Linked DNA regions of Sus scrofa: all the other regions are linked to region 1. Evidence: chromatin contacts called from public Hi-C and promoter capture Hi-C data. All regions are on one chromosome and are shown on one strand. Each heading gives the region's core, a stretch centred on a gene start, on an enhancer-like site or on the middle of the called end of the contact. The rest is flanking DNA. Distances are from core to core; before and after follow the strand shown. Region 1 holds the start of POMP (a long non-coding RNA gene). Region 2 holds the start of PAN3 (PAB-dependent poly(A)-specific ribonuclease subunit PAN3). Region 3 overlaps FLT1 (vascular endothelial growth factor receptor 1).

Region 1 (4,787 bases), core at 975-3,474:
ATCTGTCACCTACTCCACAGCTTGTAGCAATCCTGGATCCTTCACCCACTGAGTGAGGCCGGGGATCAACCTAAATCCTCAGAGAGACAACGTCAGGTTCTTAACCTGCTGAGCCGAAACAGGAACTCCAATTTTTTAAAGCTACTTTAAAATCACATTCTCATCTTGCTTTTGAGCTACTTTCTACCTCTCAACACTTTCTTCCCCCAACCCCTAGATTCTAAGAGAGCAGTTTGGTTTTCCTTCTGCTTCTCTGACCATCTTTTTTGTCTCCAAGGCAGTTCCCCTTCTCCCAGCTGCCTCCTGAATTCCACTAGTTCTCAGGTTCATCCTTCCTTGCCACTGATTCTCAGAGTCTTTCCAATATGCTGAGCTCCGTTCAATCACACCTTTACCATCTCTGCTTCGGACTAGCACAACACTCTAAATGGTACTCTGGTTCCTGGTCTCTCCTGATGCCATAGAGCCCTCATGCTGCCACCAGAATAATTTTTTTTTTTTAAATGTCAAGTGTTTATGACAAGACCTCCGTTATCTGTTTCCTATAAGCAAAAGTCCAAAGCCGCAGCACACCCCACAGGGCCCGGCACTTTAGCCCCAACCGATCCATCCAGTCTCATCTCATTTAGCTCCACCTACCCACAGAATTACAGCCACGTGGAGAGCATCTTCCCGTGTGCCCTTTTGCAAGTCCCTGCCCTCCACGTTTGCTCTTCCTCAAATGCTGTTTTTCCCTATCCCCAACCGCTTCCTGATCCAGCTCCTTTCTCCACTAAGCATTTGCCACACTGCATTTTAAATACCTATTTACATTCCTATTACCCCAGGAAAATAAAAGCATCTCAAGTACAGGAAAATGGCTTTTGCTTCTCTTTAGCTCCAGAATCTCGTACTAAGCAAATGCTCAATAAATTGTTAATGACTGAACTGTGAGTAGCTAACAAACATTAAAAGGACCTTTCTTTAAAGAGTTGTAGTGTAAAATTTTCTCCTTAGCTCGAACTTAGATTAGGTGAAAGGAAAAGATGCAAGTGATACATTCAAGCTCAAACCTCAAGGTGAACACGGTCATTCTGAAGAACAAAGGGAGACATAAGGACAGCAGTGCAGAAGACTCAAAAATCTGCCTTATCCCAGAAGTTCAAGGCTGTCGGACCATGACAGTGGATATGCAGAACACACACAACCTTATCACTTCCCTCTTAAAATCCTTCAGGGGCTTTTTAAAGGTAAAGCCTCCTCCTTAGATCTGGCACACAGGGAATAAATAATTTGCTTCCGTCTACGAAGCCTCATGTCACATTACTCTCCACCTCACTCTCTGAACTTGAGCCACATTGGCCTTTTATCCCACGCCGCATTTTGCGCAAGCAAACCTGCCAGCAATGTTTTTTCAACTACTCTCCCAAGTTCACCCTTACACCTGGCTGTCAGCCCAAGGACTCCTTAAGTTATCTCCAGATAGTGACATGGTGTCATCTCATGGTGACAGAGCGTGAGTCTCTTATCACGTATTATTTGGAAGACCATACAGTATAGTGTTATGACTGTAACTATAATGATCACATGACCTCGGGCATCTTAAACTCCTTTTACGTCTTGCTTTCTGCACCTATGCAACCGAGGGAATTGTAGTACCCACTTCATAAGATTCCTGAAAGGATCAAAGACCGTAGTTCATGTACAGCATTTGGAACTGTTACTATATATAGTAAGAGCCCCCAAAGGTCAGTCATAACCATACTGCTTTCTTAGCTGTCACCCTCCGCACCCCCAACAGTTCCTTTACTCCTGTAGCCCAGGAACCCCATCAGCCTGGCTGCTTTCTGCATTCTCAGCCTCAGCACTGGGTCCTGAACACAGCTGGCCTTTGATACATGATTTTAAAAAATTAAAAAACTGGGCAAAGCCTTGGGTTCCCCGTTTGTCTGTCTAGCTCAATCCCCCTAGGCCTCGTTTACCCTTATGAAAAACGTAATCTCTACCACAAAGAGATTCGGTAGTAACAGGGCGAAGCACTTCGCCAGGCGCATGGCCCATCTCCAAACTCCGCAAAGCGAACAGCGCGGCGGCCCTCGTCCCTCGCCCGCCGCCCCCTCCAGCCCACGCCCTTACTGCGCCCTTGGCCCCCGGTCCCTCGGGACCACAGGCGTGGGAGCCCCGGCCCCGCGCGGCTCCCTACCGGCGCCCCGCGCCCTATTTCCTTCCTCGCCCGGACGGACGCACTTCCGGCGGATGTGGGGGGGCAACCCCGGAAACGGAAGTGAGCGGCGGGGCCGGCTGACGGTAACGGGTTGAGAGGCTGTGAGAAGAGCGAGTCGAAGATGGTGAGTGAGACCCCGGACGACCCCAGTGGCCGGCGGGCTCGGGTCTGTGGCTGCAAGGGCAGGCCGCCGTCTCCCAGCCCGTCCCCCGGTGGTAGCGGCGGCGGGAGGAGGAGGCCGGCCTCGGGCGCCATGATCTGTCGAGTCACGGGGTCGGGGGTTCGTGGCCGAGGTCTGGGCCGGGCTCCGGCGCTGCCCGTGAGCGGCGACTTGGCTTCATCCTCTCCCCCCTCCTCTCCTCTCTCGCATCCCCAAGCCCCCCCGCCCCAGCCTGGCCCCTTCCCGTACTTGGCGCCAAGCCGGAAAGGACTGTCCGAAAGGGCAAGGCCTGGGGTGCGGAGCTGCCGGGTACCCCTCCCCCGAGGGGGGACCCTTTGGGAGCCGAGTTCTCAGACTCCTCACCCACCCCCGACCCTCGGAACTGCCTTGACAGCAAACCCACAACTGTACGTCGTCTTTCCATCACTCAGCGTAACTCTGCAGACATTTCTGGAAGCTTGTAGTAAGCCAGATGTTGGGGAAAAAACTAGATAGCTGCCGCCCCCTGTTTGTCAATATTATTAGTGGATCTCCTCCTCTCCCGCTCCTTCTCTTCTCTTCTTAACTTTTAAGTTACGATATTTAGGAGAGATTCCTGATCTTTGTCCGTGACTCTGATGCCAATATTGCTGCTGGATCCTCCAAATCTAGAAAGTTTCTTTTGGTAAATACCGCCGATCTAGAGGTTTTATAAAGACTCAGAAGTTTTATAAAATAAAAGAGGTTCTATTTAACTAGTGTTGCATAACGTTTCATAGATTCGTTTTTCTCCACTACTTTATTAGAAACGTGTACTAATGCTGATTACAGAAAAGAATTAGGAAAGTGATTACACTGGAACTCAGAGATCAGAATTCACCTTTTGTGTGTGTGCAAAAGAAACGTTCCCTCTGTGGTATGATAAAGCAGCCTGGGAGGAGGAGAACGTTGGCGTAGAAAGTAAGAGGAGGTGTGTTTGGAACAATAGGACCCTACAAGTCAAGTCCTGGAAGGAGTTCAGAAACCTGGAAGGATGAGTGAGCAGGACCAGAGAGGGTCTTTGCCTTCATCACAGGCACATGTTAGGTTAGTGACAATCCACACTCGATTTGAGCTGCTTTTCCTAGTTAATCATGACTTCTCTGTCGGGGAGTTGAAACCTGTTGTGCAGGTCTTGAGTTCTAGGTGTAATCACCAAAAGGCTTGTTTGCTTGTTTTTTAACAGCTTTGGTGGGGGAGATTGCACATCAGGCAAACCATACTTTGCAGAATTGGAAAATGGAAGAGGCTAGAGGCAGCACGTCCCAGTAGAGTGCTGTTGACGTTATCCAGGTGTGAGAGCCTGGACTAGGCGATAGATTGAAGAAACCCTGGACAGTTTAAAGTACCTGACCTAATAAAATAGATAAATGAAGTGAAAAGCCAATTTAAAAAGTTGGTTTTGGAGTTCCCATTGTGGCTCAGTGGTTAATGAATCCGACTAGGAACCGTGAGGTTGCAGGTTTGATCCCTGGCCTTGCTCAGTGGGTTAAGGATCCGGTGTTGCCATGAGCTGTGGTGTAGGTCGCAGACACGACTCGGATCCTGCATTGCTGAGGCTCTGGCATAGGCTGGCAGCTACAGCTCCAGTTGGACCCCTAGCCTGGGAACCTCCATATGCCGCGGGAGTGGCCCAAGAAAAGGCAAAAAGATGGGGGGGGGGAGTTGGTTTCTCCGAATAGCTTCTCATAGAGGAGTATAAGACTGGATACCAAACCACCTGTAGCTGTTTTACGTTTTTTTCTGCAGATTTGCAGAAAATTCTGTAAATTCTGCAGAATTTACCTTTTCTGCAGAATACAGCATCTGTAAGGATGTTACATTTCAGCAACAAGTGATGTAATACTCAGTATAAATGAGTAGGGTGCCAGTACACCAGTACCAAATGTATACTGTGAGTCTTTGTTTTTGTTTGTTTTTATTTACAGCATCCTAATTAGATATATTTATTTTTCATAGATAGTACCCTCTTATGAGAATCAAACACTTAATGAAATCCATTTTTTTCCTCTTAGCTTCTATGACTACTCTCTTCTAGCTATTCTGTCTGTTCCTAATCCCGTTTTCCTTGTTTTTTCTGATCCTTGAGGAATGGTATTCCCCAGGCCTCTGTCCTCAACTTTTTTCTTTCTGTGCCAATCATTCTAACCCAAGGGAGGGATCTTGCCAATGAAAGTAAATTTGATCATGCCACAACCCTTCAGAGGTGCTCCATCAATTTCAGAATAAAATCCGATTGTTTTTGCGTATTTAAGTCTTTTCATTTGCTCCTTTTTGCCAGCCTTTACTTCTCCTCTACTCACACATGTAGTCATCAGCTTGTTCATTTATGTTTTATACCTTTAGCCATGTTCTTTTTCTCCTAGAATGCCTTTCAATACGACAGCGCTTACGGATCAACCCAGG
Region 2 (4,787 bases), core at 849-3,348, 470 kb before region 1:
GGAACTGGGGCTGCAGCTGCCAGGCTACACCACAGGCACAGCAACATTGAATCCAAGCTGCAACGTACACCTACACCACAGCTTGTGGCAACGCTGGATTTTTTTTTTTTTTTTTTTTTTTTTTTTGTCTTTTTAGGGCTGCACCAGCAGCATATGGAGGTCCCCAGTCTAGGGGTCAAAGAGGAGCGGTAGCTGCCAGCCTACACCGCGGCCACAGCCACGCAGGATCCGAGTACCCTATGTGACCTACGCCACAGCTCACAGGCAATGCCAGATCCTTAACCCACTGAGCAAGGCCAGGGATCGAACCCAAGTCCTCATGGATACTATTTGGGTTTGTTACCCCTGAGCCACAACGGGAACTCCTGTAAAGACTTTCTATTGCCCTCAGGAAAAAGTCTAATTCTTTAACATGACTTTTAAGGATTCTCTGAAGTGCTCCCTGCTCAATTCTCCACTATCCTCATTTTAACAATCTAAGCTCTTTTTCACCTCAAAGCTTTTTGCACAAGCTGTTTGCTTTGCCTGGAAGGCTGTTTCCTGCACTCTTAGGCATTAATGACTAGGAGCAGCAAGACTACCAACAGCAACACAACCTACTGAATTCGTCCTAAGCAAAGGACACTATATACATTATTAGTTTACGCTTTACAAAGGAGGCACTTTTCTTACCTGGCTTACAGACAAGCAACAGAGAAGTGAAGCTACTTATCCAGAGTAACACAGCCCTGGGTTACAAACTGCTATCTGAATTCAACGCGAATGTTCTCAGCTCCTGCTGTTAAGGTATCACCGGGAAGTGTGACATCTTTTTTTTTCATCCTCTAAGAGCCAGTGTGTTAAGGCTACCACATTAGACAGCGGTTTGTAATAGCCCGGGGAACCCTAGGCCTCCCCAACCAGAGGTAAATGAATTCGGACAAGACTGCATCTTTATTTCTGCTTCCTTAGCTCCTAGCACGCGAAATGGGCATTAAAGACATAATACAGTATTATTATTTCGAGTTAGTCTAAGGAATATCACCAGGCTTACCCGTTTGTGGTCTATGGAATCCATTTTCCCCCCTTTCTGCAGTACACTCGCTTCTATCCGTTGTTCTGTGACCGCTTCTGCTTGCCACAATTCCTCAAACACTGCCAACAAACATGCCCCTTCCAACTGCCTCCTGAGAAGACCTTTCAGGGAGAGGAAAAACTAAAATGTTAAAACGATGTTCCCTTCAAAGCAAGTCTTTAAAATTCCCGAAAACTTCCCCCCCCCAAATATAGCAGAGCAGAACACTAGAGATCGCTGACGGAACAATTATCTTTTAAAAATGAATTTAAAATCAGGACTAGGCTGGTTGGGGGTAAGAAACCTAGCGCAGTTATAAATGAAACCTTCTGGTGCTGCCTAGGCAGCGCTGTCCCCAGGTGGCGTCTTACTTTTCATAATATTTTACCAAAGGCTTTCAGTAACATAAATAGAGAAAACAGGTGCTGCACTCAGCTGGGGGTTTGTCTACCTCAACCCTCTTTGGTTCGGGTTTTGGATGAAAGGCCCAGGAGTTCAGGCAATCAGTCCTGTAGTTCTCATCACCCTCGGCGGGAAGGAAGAGGAGGAGGGTGGCGAAAAAACGAGGGCGCGGAAGTGTGGCAAACAGACGCGGCTATTCTTCAAACAGAGCGGGGGCTTGGGCTCCGTCCCCAGGTGCGGCCCCTCGAAATGACCGCTCACGTTCCGCGCATTTCGTCTTCGCAATGAAAAAATGACGTCTGGGTTACAAGAAAGAGGACATGCAGAAAGGGAAAGCATTCGCGCCGGGAGGACTCCGCCGGCCGCCCGGCGTCGGGGAGCGCCGCCACCGACCGCCCATCCCACGGCAGCCCGCCCGCGGTGCCCCGGGGGCCGGACGCCCGGCTAGGCTTCCCCTCGCGCTCCCGCTACCCACAAGCCCCCGCGCCTGGGCGCGCAGGCGCAGCGGCGACGGCCGTCTCAGGAAGAGGAAAATGGAATAAACAACTCGGAGGAACTAGAGCGCGAGGGAGCGAGTGGAGGCAGAATTTAAAAATAAACCGGCCCCTCCGCCCTCCCCGCCCGTTCGCCGCCGCCGCTCCCCTACCCCAGCCCGCGCCCTCGAAGTCCCCGTCTGGGCCCGCGCGCCCACCCCGTCGTCCCGCGCGGCCCCTTTAAGAAAAGAGAACGAGAGAGTGAGTGAGAGAGAATCCCAACTCTCCCCCTCCCTCCCCTCCTTCCTACCCCCTCCTCCCTCCCCCCTCCCCTCCCCCCTCTCCCCGGGCGGCTCCGGCTCCCGCAGCGGGACGGACCCACCCGCTCAGGCTTTTCTCCGGCACCGGCAGCGTCTCCCTTCCCTCCCCGGTCTATGGTGGCGGCGGCTCCTCGGGCGGCAGCGGAAGACGAGGCTGCGGCGTTGCCATGAACAGTGGCGGCGGCCTCCCGCCCCCCTCGGCCGCCGCCTCCTCTTCCTCCTCCTCGCTGGCGGCGGCAGTGGCGGTGGTGGCCCCGCCGGGGGTCGGAGGTGTCCCCGGCGGGGCGGCGGCGGGAGTGAAGCTCAAGTACTGCCGCTACTACGCCAAGGATAAGACGTGCTTCTACGGGGAGGAGTGTCAGTTCCTGCATGAGGACCCGGCCGCCGGAGCTGCCCCGGGCCTCGGCCTCCATAGCAACAGCGTCCCCCTGGCTCTGGCGGGCGCGCCCGGGGCCGGCTTTCCGCCTGGAGCGGTCCCGGGCGGGGGAGCCGGGCCGCCCCCCGGGCCCAAGAAGCCGGACCTGGGGGGCCCGGGGGCAGGAGCGGCGGTCGGCGGCGGAGGCGGCAGCGGGGTCCTCGACGGACCGCGGCTGGCAAGTGAGTGGGGTCCGGACTGGGAGGGCGGCCTCGGCCTCGGGGAGGGAAGGCCTGGGGCCGGATGGGGCCCTGCGACCGAGCCCGGCCCGCAGGTCTGCCCCTCCGCCTGCCCCGGCGGTCTGAGAGGCCTAGGCCAGGCCTGAGCCTCCTTCCGTCTTCCTGCTTCCCCTCCCCATGGCCTTCGGCGAGCCCGGGAGCGAGGGGAGGCCGGCTTCCCGGTAACGTGGGTGGTGGACTGGGGTGGTGGGAGTGGGGGCGGGGAGGCAGGGGATGGGCTGTGGCGTGCGGGGTGCGAGAAAGGGGGTGTCGTTTCCGGGGGGTGTGGAAAGGGGCTGGGTTTGCAGGCACATGTGTTTTGCGTGCCCGAGTGGAGTGAAGTCGGCGGAGGGTTGCGGCTCCCTGGTGGGTGTGTGTGGCTTGGGGCGGGAGGGGAGGGCGGGCGTTGGGGCTTCCTGGCGGCGGTGGAAACGACGGGAAAAGTTTGTGGAAGGCTTCTGGGAGAAAGGTTTCCCAGGCAGGAAATGCTTTCTAAGGATTAGGAGAGACCCGACGGCAGCTTCTCTAGGGTGCTTAGTTAGAGAGGAGGAACTTCGCAGGACTTGGCTCGCAACCTCGGTTTCCCGCGAGCTGGAAGAAGTTTGCCGGGTGTCTGTAGGGATCTGTCTCCTACTACTTTGTATCAAGCGAACTCAGCGTGGAGCCTCGCAAGCGTGTCCTGTGCAGCGCCCATTTGTGTGCGGCTCTGAACTTGAATTCGGCTATCTTAGGACTGTGGGTTTTTTACTTGTTTGCTTGCAACTTTTTAGCTGCTAGTGAGTGGAGTTTACAGTGATAATAAGTGTTAAGTGTAATCTGTTTTAACGTTGTTTTAATGCTGCGCTTAAGGACAAAGTAGAGGTGTCAGGTTTTGCTTTTTTTGTTAGAGTTTCTTGAGCCCTTCTAAAATGGGCAAGTCTTAGGAATTCCAAACAGCTTTTAGATGAAATCATTTGATAGGCAGCTTAACTTGGACGTCAGAACATTTTTTGTCTTTTTAAACTGTAAATGCACTTGATGCTTGGTCACTTAATTGCTTTATGATGACTCTTAATTGTCTTCCCAGAGATCTGTGTTTTTTTTGGTTTTTTTTTTTTTTGGCTTTTTTTAAAGACGGACTTTAGTGCAGATAGAGTGGGTGAGGGTGATATACTAAGAAGATTAATTTGTAACTTAATGTGTTGTCAAAATGGTTACTTTATTAATGGAATGTTATCACTTTGGAGCAGCAACTTTGCATCTTCAAGGTAAACTTGCCAGATGTCTTGAGTTGTGGGTCAGATTAACTCAAGAATTGTTTGATTAGTAAACAGACTCAACAGTAGTTTTGTTATCTACAGGAAGAGAGGCACTTTCAGAAATGCATGTATTTGATTTAATAGGTGATATTTCTAGGATTTTCTAATACACCGAGGTAGTAGATTTGGGACATGAAAGCTAGGACAGGTGAAGATGGGAAATGGAGGAGAAACGTTCGCAGTTATTCAAAGGCAGGGATCGTTTCCTATCTCAGAAGAGGACAGCGATTGGGGTATGGGGTCTTGAGAGGACTGGCAGTTAGCGCTAAGAAAAGAAGGAGTTTTAAAATTAACATTTAGTCGTTTAACAGTTGTTAGAGTAAGTAGCTGCTTGTGTCTGTAGTGGGGTTTTGTAGGGCTTGCTTTAACTTGACTGGTAACTCTCAGTAGAACAGGCTGTGACTCCTTAATGGTTGAGGTTAAATTGCCTCATATCAGTGACTGCCAAGTCAAGGTGGTGATACAATGGCTGCTTTGAATTTTTATACTTTATTTTTAAATTTTCAGTCTACTTTCTACATTTTACAGTACTTTTGTACTGTATCTTTTGGAACTGACCTGATTTGTTAATTAAATGTATGAGGCAATTAAAATAGACAACATACCC
Region 3 (4,787 bases), core at 1,508-4,007, 310 kb before region 1:
GCCTCTCCGAGCCCCTGCGAGGGCTCGCTGGTCCACAGTCCACCCGGATGGCACAGGGCCGCTTCCAGGGACCGCTGCCGAGGAAGCGTGAACACTGACCAAGGGCTCTGGCCTGTGGTTGAGAAATGAGGGGGCGTAAATGAGTCCAGGAAACTTCAAGGTGACTTACATCTCCTTTTCTCACGTAGTCGGGGTTCTTATAAATATCCCGGGCGAGGCCAAAATCGCAAATCTTCACCACGTTGTTCTCAGACAAGAGTATGTTTCGTGCCGCCAGGTCCCGATGAATGCACTGCGACAGAACAGGTGCAAGGTCAGTGCTTTTCCTTCATCTCATCGGCTACGCTCCCGAGTCTTCTCAGGGCCACCCTTCCTAACTCGGGGATCCGCTTCACACGCTGCCCTTACCCGAAGGCCCCCCGAGGCCCAGGACCACAAACATGAGGCGCTTCTCTACAAACACAGAGGCCCCAAGTCAAGAAAAGCTGAGTCCTCTGTGCTGCTGTCTGCAGGGCAGCGTCCTGGAAAATAAAGCTGGCAATCCAGTTCTCCCAGTGAGCAGACGCCCCCTTTCATCCCAAGCCCCTGAGGTCAGATCGCCATCCAGCTGCGTTTCCTGGGAGGACCCCACTTGGATGTATGTTAATAGACCTTCTTAGGTGGAGCGTGTCCTCTGAGCGCCTGCCTGGTTTTGAAAACGGGCCAGCTTGATCTACTCTGAAACCCGGCGAGCCTTTCCCCTGGAACTGACTTCTACCCACTGGTACCCAAGACTCGCGGTTCTCCAAGCTCCTCCCGCATATCAGGACCGCTCAAGGCTTGTGCTGTGACGGGCACTGCACGGTGAAGGACAGAAGGATAAGCGAGTACCAGCACAAGTGGATTTAGAGCAAAGGCGTGTGTCTGTCTGTGTGAAGAGCCGCACGTCCAGGCCTGGCCAAGGACCAAGCCAGTCAAGAGGGAGGCTGACCTTTCTGGAGGACAAAAACTCCATGCCTCTGGCCACTTGAAAGCTGTAAGAAATCAGATCTTCCATTGTGATGGGCTGCTTGTAGAAATCATCGGAATCTGCAAAGCATGAAAACCGTCACTGTCTGTAATGGCGCTTGTTATTCCGCCAAATCCCAGTTTACTGGAGCAACGTAGCAAAACATGAAACAAACCAACAAGTAGATCGGAGTTCATTTTCAACAGCGTGTACGTTTCAGCATGAGTATCAGAGATTTTTCCGGGACTGGAGCCCATTTTGCCCAAGCACGGGGGTGCCGGGGGTGGGGGATCTGTTAGGACCAAGAGGCCTGAGGGAGACATCGTACGGCTCCCTGTCAAAATTAGTAACTCTGTAAATGATCTAAATTCAAATCTCATCTCCCCAGGACACCACCCTTCGAGTCTCCCACGGATGTTTATTAGGGTGATAAATACGAAAAAAATTTCAGAGCTGCACAGTATGCTGTAAAAATAGCCCAGCCTGTAGGACAGGAAGGAATTAATACTCACCCTCCTCTTCCTCGGCATCGCTCAGACTTTTATCTTCCTGAAACCCGGAGCTCGCGAAGCTCTCGCTGCTGGTGACACTGTCTAGTCTCTGTTTCTTGCCCGGCTCCGGGTCTGGCTCCATTTTTTCTTTCTTAGGCTCCACGTGTAAAGCTGCATCCTTTGAACAGACCAAGAAGGACACAGATGAAAGGGACAGAACAGCAAGGGGAAACCAGAAACAGGTCCCTCCAGCCAGCCATCACCCGAGTGGGAAAATGTTATCCGACAAAACGAACAGTAAATTTGTAGCAAGGGCCCTGGGGTGGCCAGGAGCCTGGATGCCCCTGGGTGGTGGGGTCCATCTGCTCTGCCTGGGCTTCCAGATGGCATCTTAGGTAGAATAAAGGTATCGTCTAGGCAGCTGGTATTTACGAGCGCGCGCTCTGTGTGAGCCAGTACGCTGAGAACCCTAGGTCCGTTTTCTCACTTAATCTCAACAGTTTTATGAAGTAGTTCTTATAATACATGAGGAAATACATTCAGAGAAGTCAATCACAGTCACATGCAGCTAGCAAGTGGCAAAGCCTGAACCCAGGCTTGGCCACCTCCAGCCTATGCCCTCAAAGCACTTTCCATACCATGCACACGTTGGGAAAGATGCTCTGGAAGGACAGAGCAGGATCCCCAGTTAAGTGAGGGCCTCACTCTGTCACCCCATGAGGAGCAGTAAGAGAAGGCTGCCGCTACCACCTTCCCTGGCTTCCCTGGAGAAGGAAGGGACACGGACACTTTATTTTCTCCCCCCCATTCAAAACAGAGATACAGTTCGACCCTAACAAAGGCGGAAAAGGCCTTTCCTCCTGGATGGGGCATCTAAGCCTTTGCATGTGTCTGGCTCTGTCATTTGGCCATGGGATCTTGAGCAAACCGCCCGATTTTTCTGGGTTTCATTTTCCTCATCTGAGAAGCTCTGTCAGCCTCTTGTGTTTTGACTCACAGGAAGGCAGCTGTTGATTCTGGGCGGGACCAGAAAGGAGTTTGAGCACCTGCAGTTATTCATCTAATCACTGTGACACTAGAAACGGCACTCCCAGTGACTTCATGATTCGACCACGGACCTGGCTCAGTTCTGCCAGATGGCAATTCCAAACAAGGGCCAAGAGAGACTGGGGTTCAGGGATGTCTCTTGATCCACCTGCATGGCGTGGCAGGGCTGGGATTCGCCCGGCTCCCCACCTGTCCCAGGCTTTTCCCTACAGGAGTCACGGAGCAAAGTGATCCCTCCACTAGAGGGCGCAGTGGGAGCAAGCAGAGGCCAGAGAAGGGGAGCTGTGGCTCCGTAAGCCTGGGGGTGTGGGGGGTCCCAGGCTCCTGACGCCAACAGAGACCTTTTCCTCCAGCACCAGGGGAGTCAGACCTCAGGGTGAACACCCACTGCCCCCTAGGTCGCCACCCGAGAGTGGATACAACTCTTGGTTATTGTATCTGCCTGAGGCAGAGTGATTTAATTCTGCTCAGCTTGGAACTGAGACCCCTCCCAGGACAGAGACCCTTCTTCCCAGGACAGGGGAAGGGAGATGGCAGAGGTACTGGGTGGAAAGTTCTCGACTCCTTGGCCTGACGCGAAGGACCATAATTCAGACTCCCTTCGCCCTCTTCCCGACTCCCAATCAATGGTTTATTTAGCTTTGCTCACTGGTAACCGTTTCTGGTAAATAAAAGTTGATTTACTGCACTTTTGGGACCCTGACAAATAGAGTGAATTTACGACAAGTAACATTTAAAGATCCTAGTGAACGTATTTGGAAAAGGAAACATCTCATTTCTCCTGAGCCTTGTGGTTTTTTTCCTTCACCTTCTCATTATATTCCTTTAGGTTCCAAATATGAAATGCAGGCCATGTGTTTTCCGCAAAAACACGCAGCTCCACCAGCAGGGAGGCACATCATTAAATATAGCCAGAGAAGGACGCAGGCTTTTCCAAACAAAGGACGCACCACCCCAAGCGCTCCACCCGGCGGGCTCCCTGGGGAGTTCTGCTGGCTGAGTTCTTCCTGAGGCCAGCCCAGGACCGAAGAGGACGTGCGCCGCCCTCAGCCCAGGGCCCCCCTTCCACTTGCTCTTACTCCCCCCGCCCCTCGCTCCCTAGCCAGTGTCGTGCAGGAGTCAGAGAAGAGGGGTCTTTCCTCTCGGCTTCACCTCTGGCTTGGGGTGTGTGTCCTCAAGCCAGTTACCTGACTTTTCTGGGCTCGTCTATAACGTGAGGGTGGGTGTGAGCCAGCTGACCACAGTGATCCCGTTCAGCTTCAAGATTCTCGTGGTTGGGGGTCATAGCTGAAAACTCGGGGAAATAGCTTCTTGCATGTATGTTGCCGGTCACCTGTGTTCTGGGTTGGAGCCGAGTCTGATGAGACGAGGGGCCAGCTGTCAGGGGTTCTTATTTGTGTGCCACGTGAGAGAAAGGGACATCGTGCTTGGATGTCGTACATTCTGTCCATCGTACAGTTGATCTAGATCGGTGGCAATAAGCTGGCCGCACCCAGTCTTTCTATCTCAGTGGGTCCATCAGGATGACTGCTGATATTTACTGAATGATTGGTGGAATTTGATTAAACAGGTCCTTGAGTTGGAGTCTGTTATCTCCATTTAATACATGAGGAAGCGGAAACTTAGAGAGACTGAGTAACCTGCCCAAGGTCCCAGATTCCATGAGTGGTTAGAGACAGGATTTAGACCCAGGAGGTCGGTTCCGGAGTCTGAGTGGATAAGCACCATACTACGTGGATTCATCACCTCCGCTGCTGACGATAGGTTAATGCCCCGTCATTGTCTCCTGAGCTTCTCCAGTGCAGAGGACACTGCGTTGGCGAGACAGGTCACACTGGCAGTTCTATTAAACCCTTTCTTTCCCTTTCTTTTCCTTGTTTGCCATCATGACTTGGACCCCGTGTTCCTTTCATTGCGCAGCTTTATTTCAGTGTGTCTAGAGGGGTCACGTGGGTGGTGAAGGGGTGGGGAAGTGGGATGAAGTGCAGTAGGAAGAGAAGAAAATGATTTCTCCAGATTCCCATTGCAGCTCGGCAGAAACAAATCTGACTGGCATCCATGAGAACATAGGTTTGATCCCTGGCCTTGCTCAGTGGGTTAAGGATCTGGCATTGACATGAGCTGCAGTGTAGGTCGCAAAAATGGCTCAGATCTGGTGTGGGTGTGGCTGTAGCTGTGGCCGGCAGATAACGTTCCAATTCAACCCCTAGCCTGGGAACCTCCATATGCGTGGGTGTGGCTCTAAGAAAAAAAGACCAAAA

Evidence for each region. Promoter capture Hi-C pulls out the DNA fragments that hold promoters and counts their contacts. Hi-C and Micro-C count contacts between places; a contact is called where the count stands out from the background.
Region 2: a contact with region 1 is called in a Hi-C map of embryonic fibroblasts, with 2.1 times the contacts expected there. The contact joins the promoter of PAN3 here to the promoter of POMP in region 1. A contact is called at or near these places in 2 of 5 promoter capture datasets (fetal liver and liver), 3 of 47 Hi-C or Micro-C datasets (embryonic fibroblasts, heart right ventricle and liver) and 1 of 2 datasets of contacts at active chromatin or transcription factors (skeletal muscle).
Region 3: a promoter capture Hi-C map of fetal liver shows a contact between it and region 1, with 4 times the contacts expected there. The contact joins the enhancer-like site here to the promoter of POMP in region 1. A contact is called at or near these places in 2 of 5 promoter capture datasets (fetal liver and liver), 4 of 47 Hi-C or Micro-C datasets (fetal liver, fetal skeletal muscle, liver and 1 more) and 2 of 2 datasets of contacts at active chromatin or transcription factors (alveolar macrophages and skeletal muscle).

Annotation. Positions count from the first base shown.
Region 1 is chr11:5,951,467-5,956,253 of Sscrofa11.1, forward strand. POMP (a long non-coding RNA gene) reads left to right here and starts at 2,225. Exons shown (of 6, transcript XR_002336632.1): 1 at 2,225-2,327. LOC110255799 (a long non-coding RNA gene) reads right to left here and starts at 2,257. Exons shown (of 4, transcript XR_002336639.1): 1 at 2,183-2,257.
Region 2 is chr11:5,484,921-5,489,707 of Sscrofa11.1, forward strand. It overlaps PAN3 (PAB-dependent poly(A)-specific ribonuclease subunit PAN3), which reads left to right and starts at 2,099. Exons shown (of 21, transcript XM_021065522.1): 1 at 2,099-2,190; 2 at 2,341-2,846. The coding sequence starts at 2,417. LOC100515792 (a long non-coding RNA gene) reads right to left here and starts at 1,927. Exons shown (of 3, transcript XR_001299446.2): 1 at 1,506-1,927; 2 at 1,034-1,176.
Region 3 is chr11:5,639,019-5,643,805 of Sscrofa11.1, forward strand. It overlaps FLT1 (vascular endothelial growth factor receptor 1), which reads right to left. Exons shown (of 30, transcript XM_021065525.1): 21 at 1,501-1,657; 22 at 971-1,068; 23 at 170-292. Among named protein-coding and RNA genes, the nearest start is that of PAN3, 150 kb to the left of the region's middle. Within about 2 kb of position 2,758, at least 14 of the 83 cell types and tissues checked have an H3K27ac peak or open chromatin away from gene starts, as enhancers often do. A contact at or near this core is called in fetal liver and subcutaneous adipose tissue, where this site is marked.